Linked DNA regions of Mus musculus: region 2 is linked to region 1. A link is a contact called in public HiChIP or PLAC-seq data. All regions are on one chromosome and are shown on one strand. Each heading gives the region's core, a stretch centred on a gene start, on an enhancer-like site or on the middle of the called end of the contact. The rest is flanking DNA. Distances are from core to core; before and after follow the strand shown.

Region 1 (2,787 bases), core at 188-2,687:
TACGGAGAGGATGGTTTTTAAAAGGGTTGTATGAGGTGTATCCTCAGGAGGGTAGTGAGTGGGTCAGCGAGTAAAGGTGGCTACCACCAAGTTTGATGACCTGAGTGTCTGTCATCCCTGGGACCCACACAGTCAGAGGAGAGAATCGACTTCTGCAAGTTAACTTCTTCTTCTTCTTCTTCTTCTTTTTTTTTTTTTTTTTGGTTTTTCGAGACAGGGTTTCTCTGTACAGTCCTGGCTGATCCTGGAACTCACTCTGTAGACCAGGCTGGCCTCGAACTCAGAAATCCACCTGCCTCTGCCTCCCGAGTGCTGGGATTAAAGGCGTGCACCACCACGCCCGGCTTTGCAAATTAACTTCTGACCTCCACTGTGAATGATGCGCACAGAAAGCACTCTATCTCCACAGGCTCGTTTGATCCTTTGAGTTAGCTGTGTGACGACTACTCTCCTGCACTAGAATGAGGAAGGGTGTGTGATAATCAACCCCTCTTATTTTCCTGTCTTGATTTTTGAGACAGATGTCTGTAAACTGAAAATGTTCATGAAAACAGGGTTCGTCTGGATTAAGACCCACGGCACTCCCTGAACTACAGGGAAAGCCATAGAAGGTGTGTAATGAGTTACTGTACTTTGTAATTTCACAAATACCTCCTCCCTCAACTTCCAAAAGGAACGAATACTATGTTAGGCATCCAGTTACTACAAAGACTGAGAAATGTACCAATATCTCATTTTTTCTATTTTAGGAGACAGTGCTCATGATAAAGCACCATTAGGAAGCAGCTGAGGCGCCGTGTAGTTATTGATCCAAGAACTTCAGCTTCTATGTTTTCCATCACGATCTCAGCGACCCCCTCCCTGATTTCTGGGCAGGAAGGGTTTTTAACCATCTCCTCTTTTAAGCATATTCCCCCACAAACAGGGCTTCTTTATAACAAGCTCTCAAAGATTTAGATAAGGACTAAATGAAATCTTAGCTCCGACACAAGCTTTGCGTGGTCGGGAGTTTTGGAGAATTCTCACTCCCACCGCCCTCATTTTACAGACACGCCAACCGTGCAGAGGCCCGTAGTGTGCAATGCTATTCCGGATTTTGTTCTAGAACCCTGCTTTCCGGAATCCCTGCCCTATGTCCCCTCCACCGCAGGACGCGGAGGGTCACAGCCTTGATGGGCGCACACTGAGATAGGCCGCTGGCCAGGGCAGGGCCGAAGACCGCAGGGGACCATAGTCACGGGGTCTCAGCGCATCCTGAGACTCACTGCGAGGACACGTCGAAGCGCACGTCGCGGTCCTCCCACAACACGTCCAGCACAGACATGGTGACCGAGGGAGCTCGCCGATGAAATCCACAGTGGCTGCTCGGCGGCGTCTTATGGGCGCCAAGGCAACGCGCCGGCTTTGTCACGACATCTACGGCGGGCGCCGGGGCCCAAGCTTCCACCAGGTAGTGTGCGCTCTTTTCCCAGCCCGTTTGCGTCATTTGGTCTTGTTGAGGCGGGTGGCTGGGAAGCTGCTTCACTTCTGAGTCACCTCTCTGTTCTCTGCGCAGAACTTTAGCCATTTCAGCTTTCCTGCTGTTTTCCTACACCATTTAGAAATCTTAACTTCATCAAATTACATTACTGGTTTGATGGGGCTCTGACCCTGCCCACCTCCCATACCCTGGTGGCCTGGATCTCTGGCTACATTCCAGCCCGAGGCTCAGAACCTGTTAGAGGTCCTACTACATCTGGTCAGAACCATTGCTTCCCTAGATTCGTATAGTGCCAGCCCTTGCGTCCTATTTCACAAATCAGCTCTGGGGTCCCTCTATTGTGAGCAAACAAAACGTAGACACCTGATTCTTAAAGTTCACCGCATTGATCAATGTGCAGCACAGAGTACAAGATAAACTATGTCTCTGTCTCTCCTCCCTCTCCCCCTTCTCCCCTTCCCCCTCCCCCTTTCCTTTCTTCCTTTCTTCCTTTCTTCCTTCCTTCCTTCCTTCCTTCCTTCCTTCCTTCCTTTCTTTCTTTCTTTTTCTTTCTTTTTTTTTTTTTTGACATGGTCTCCCTTTGTGGCCCAGACTGGCCTCGAAATGTAACAGCTTCAGTTTCCCTAATACTGGGATTATAAACATACTTTATATATTTTTAAACGAATCAAATGGCTTTCTTTTACTATATGAAAATTATCAATAAACAAGTAACACGTTAAATAAATTACTGCTTCACAAAGAGTGATCTGGGGTCTCCTGGGCATACTCAGGAGCCTCTCATGGTTCCATAAGCAGAGTGACGTGAAAACACTTGCCTTTTAAACTCTAGCTGGGTCACGGGTTCACATTATGTATAACTGAGTATGTAAGCACACAGAACACTTCATTTGCTGTTTGTATTCTCCAAGACAGGGTTTCACTTGTGGGCCAAACTGGCCTGAAACTTACGATGTAGCGGCTTTGAACTCCCATCAACCCTCCCACCTCAGCTCCAGAATGCTGGGATTAGAGCCTCTCTACCCAGCTACTTGTTTAATGCACTATGGTGTTTTGGTTTTAGGATTTATTATATTATTCAAATCCTGTTAACGTTCATCTTCCTGCTCAGCCTCCTGAGTACTAGGATTGCAGTGTGAACCACCATGCTCACCTTTAAAAAAAGGTGACATGGGATTTGGTATGCTGCTGGAAGTAATGGCACACATCTTTTTTTTTTTTTTTTTTTTTTAAAGACTTATTTATTTATTATTATATGTAAGTACACTGTAGCTGTCTTCAGACACACCAGAAGAGGGAGTCAGATC
Region 2 (2,787 bases), core at 78-2,577, 860 kb before region 1:
AAAAGCAAAGATCTTGGGATAAGAACAAACAGACTCAGCAAGTCACCTACAGTACCGGTGTCACCGTGCTACTTATCAATTAAATGCTTTTGGGTGTGATGCAGAGTAGTGCAAGGAGTCAAAAGTCAAAATCTTGATTTTTGGATATTCCAAGTCGTCCAGATTGGATTTAGGGGCAGTTCGTAGTGCGAACCTTTCTCCTGGGAGATCCAGGGGGGGCAAAGTTCACAGAGCCAAAGAAGTTATAGGTAGAGAGCATGCCTGGGGGGGGGGGGGGTGTGCTCATCCTCATAAACCATTAAGTTGTTTGAAAAAGTAAAAGAATAGCGAACAACGGGGCGGAGCTGGAAGTACTAGGATAGGACATGACGGTTTTCATTTTGGCGGTAGGGTGAGATACCCCTAAACAGGCAGACTTTCCCTCCTCTCAGCAGAGCATCCTACCTTCTCGGGCAGTATTTCGACAGCCGTGCGGTTCCACAGGACCAACCTGGAGTGGTAGATACATTTTTAGGATTAAGTGTTGTCGGAGGTGCGGGCTGGGACCCGCCACTCCCAGGGGTGTGGGTAAATTACTCACAGTCACCACACTGCTGCTTACCCTCTGGCCGCCCTGCCAAGTTGTTTCCTCGAAGGGCAGACCAGGAAGGCCAGCCCCGCTCCGCACTCGCGGTGGGTTCCGAGTTGCGAGCCTGGGACGCCGCGTTGCCATGGAGACCGGACGGGCTGCGGGAGGAGCCCCGGGAACCACCCGAGCTGCCCAGCGACTGGACAGCCCGACGCAGCGGAGGGGCGAGCGGGGCGGAGCGCGGCGGGCCCGGGGCGGGGCGCAGAGCGCGGGGCGGGAGCGGAGCGGGAACTGTTCCAGCTGCTGGAACCACGCGAAGGGCGGAGCGGGCGGCGCGGGTGGCCCAGCGTCCGGAGGAACTGGGCGTCGCGCTGCGGGGCAAGTTAGGGGCGCACACCCTGGGGCAGGCTTGACCACGTATCCTGGTTACTTTGAGAAAGGCCGGAGACAGGGTGACTGGAAGGTCGGTGTCCATACCTGATCCTGACTCTAGGTGGCGGAGGGAAAAGGGCGAGGTGGCCTCATTGGGGTTACAACTTGTGGAAGAAAAGATGCCTTGAGTTGGGAGGGCTGGGTGCCTCTGGATCTGAATGAACAAAAATCCCCTGCACCTGAGATCGCCCCGAGAAGATTATGGGTTTCCTGGGGACCTCGACATCAGTTCTCCTAGGGATCCGGTTCAGGTGTTTAGAACCAGACTCGCCTTTCCCACCCAGCCCGGGCCAAGTCTGGGTTTCCTTTTGTGCCCGGGCTGCTACTGAAGCACCTCAGCCCTTTAGAGGTCTTATGCTTCACTGCTTCGGTCACAAAAGAGGGTGGGAGAGCGCCCTGTTAGAAAATTTCAATGTTCTCTCAAGCTTATCTTCTAGGGGGGAAATGGGTAACTTCTCTCCTTGGACACAGAGAACTTGTTGCTAGGCAACGAGTTTTGAAGGGGACCCGTCTGTTGGAATCAAAACTGCATTCGAATTTCACCTAGTGGCCAGAATATAAGAGATATAATCACCTTCTTAAGGGCCCTCTGGGGACATGCAATTTATCTGATGGCTAAAATATGTACGTTTTAATGTATAGAAAAACGGATTCAATTTTGACATTATTATAAAAATAGAACCAGCGAAATCATTCTGAACCAAGAATACAGAAAGTTTCCGTTGTTTTTAAATCCTCTGATTCATTCTTCCAGGCACTCTCTAAATCTCTTTGAGTCATGGATGATAGGAAAGCATTGAGGGGGAAATTCTAGAATGAAAGTTTAAGGAACTCAATGAAATCATTGACAACTGCAGGCCATGTCTGGTGAGGGCCCAGCAAGCCCCGACTTCTGCTATTGCAGGGAAGGGAAAATTGTACATGTCAGGAGTCTTGAGTTTTACCCAAGATCTTTCTCCATAAAGGCAAAGGGAAAGTGTATTTCTTTATTATGTTTTAAAACCTCAGTTTTGTTAAATTTGCTTGGCATTGCTCAGTAGAGAATGGCGCCTTTGTTGCACACATTGTCCCTCTGTAAGGAAGTGTAAGCATCAAGCTGACCTGATTAGACTATCTCTTTCTTCCCCCTACATAGAAAAGGATGAGCCCAAACCAGTTTACAAACTGCAGGGTTTTCAGGGTGTGTCTATGGTTCCTATTTCTCACAACACGGAGAGAGAAACTCTTTACAGACTAAATGACATCTGACAAGTGACTCTGGTAATAGCTTCCATTCTGATGTATTATGCGTTTAAAGAAAATAGCCAACTTTCAGGTAACAGTAAGAATCAAGGCCATTCCAGCAGAGTACCTGGCCCAATGCTTATTCAACTCCACAATGGTCGTTATATTTCACTTTGATGAAAAAGCATTACATTTCGTCTTCATTTACATAACATCAGAAATAATTCACCCATCTCTATAACCTATATGCAGAAGTTGGTTTTTGACACAATGCTCAAATATAAAGCAAAGTTAAGCTCTGGCTTATGCATTTAGACACTGAATAAGTTTATCTAAAGCATCTCCCTAGTGAGGAGTTGTTCTAAAGAAGCCAAAAGGAGCCAGGAGGTCGTGGCACATGCCTTTAGTCCCAGCACTCGGGAGGCAGAGGATTTCTGAGTTTGAGCCCAGGCCGGTCTGTCTCGAAAAACAAAACAAAGAAGTGAAAGGAAATGCTCCTGGAAACGCTACAGCTACAGCTACATCCCTCCGTAGCAGCTACTTATGGTGCTTCGGGTTTTAGC

What was found. HiChIP or PLAC-seq counts read pairs in DNA pulled down with a chosen protein or histone mark.
Region 2: a FOXA1 HiChIP or PLAC-seq map of pancreatic cancer cells shows a contact between it and region 1. The contact joins the promoter of Erich2 here to the promoter of Bbs5 in region 1. A contact is called at or near these places in 2 of 39 promoter capture datasets (liver and pre-B cells) and 1 of 115 datasets of contacts at active chromatin or transcription factors (pancreatic cancer cells).

The regions. Positions count from the first base shown.
Region 1 is chr2:69,645,821-69,648,607 of GRCm38.p6, reverse strand. Bbs5 (Bardet-Biedl syndrome 5 (human)) reads right to left here and starts at 1,437. Exons shown (of 12, transcript NM_028284.3): 1 at 1,266-1,437. The coding sequence starts at 1,324.
Region 2 is chr2:70,507,359-70,510,145 of GRCm38.p6, reverse strand. Erich2 (glutamate rich 2) reads right to left here and starts at 1,327. Exons shown (of 13, transcript NM_025744.2): 1 at 581-1,327; 2 at 445-490. The coding sequence starts at 1,043. The region is part of intron 1 of Gad1os (glutamate decarboxylase 1, opposite strand); the gene reads left to right.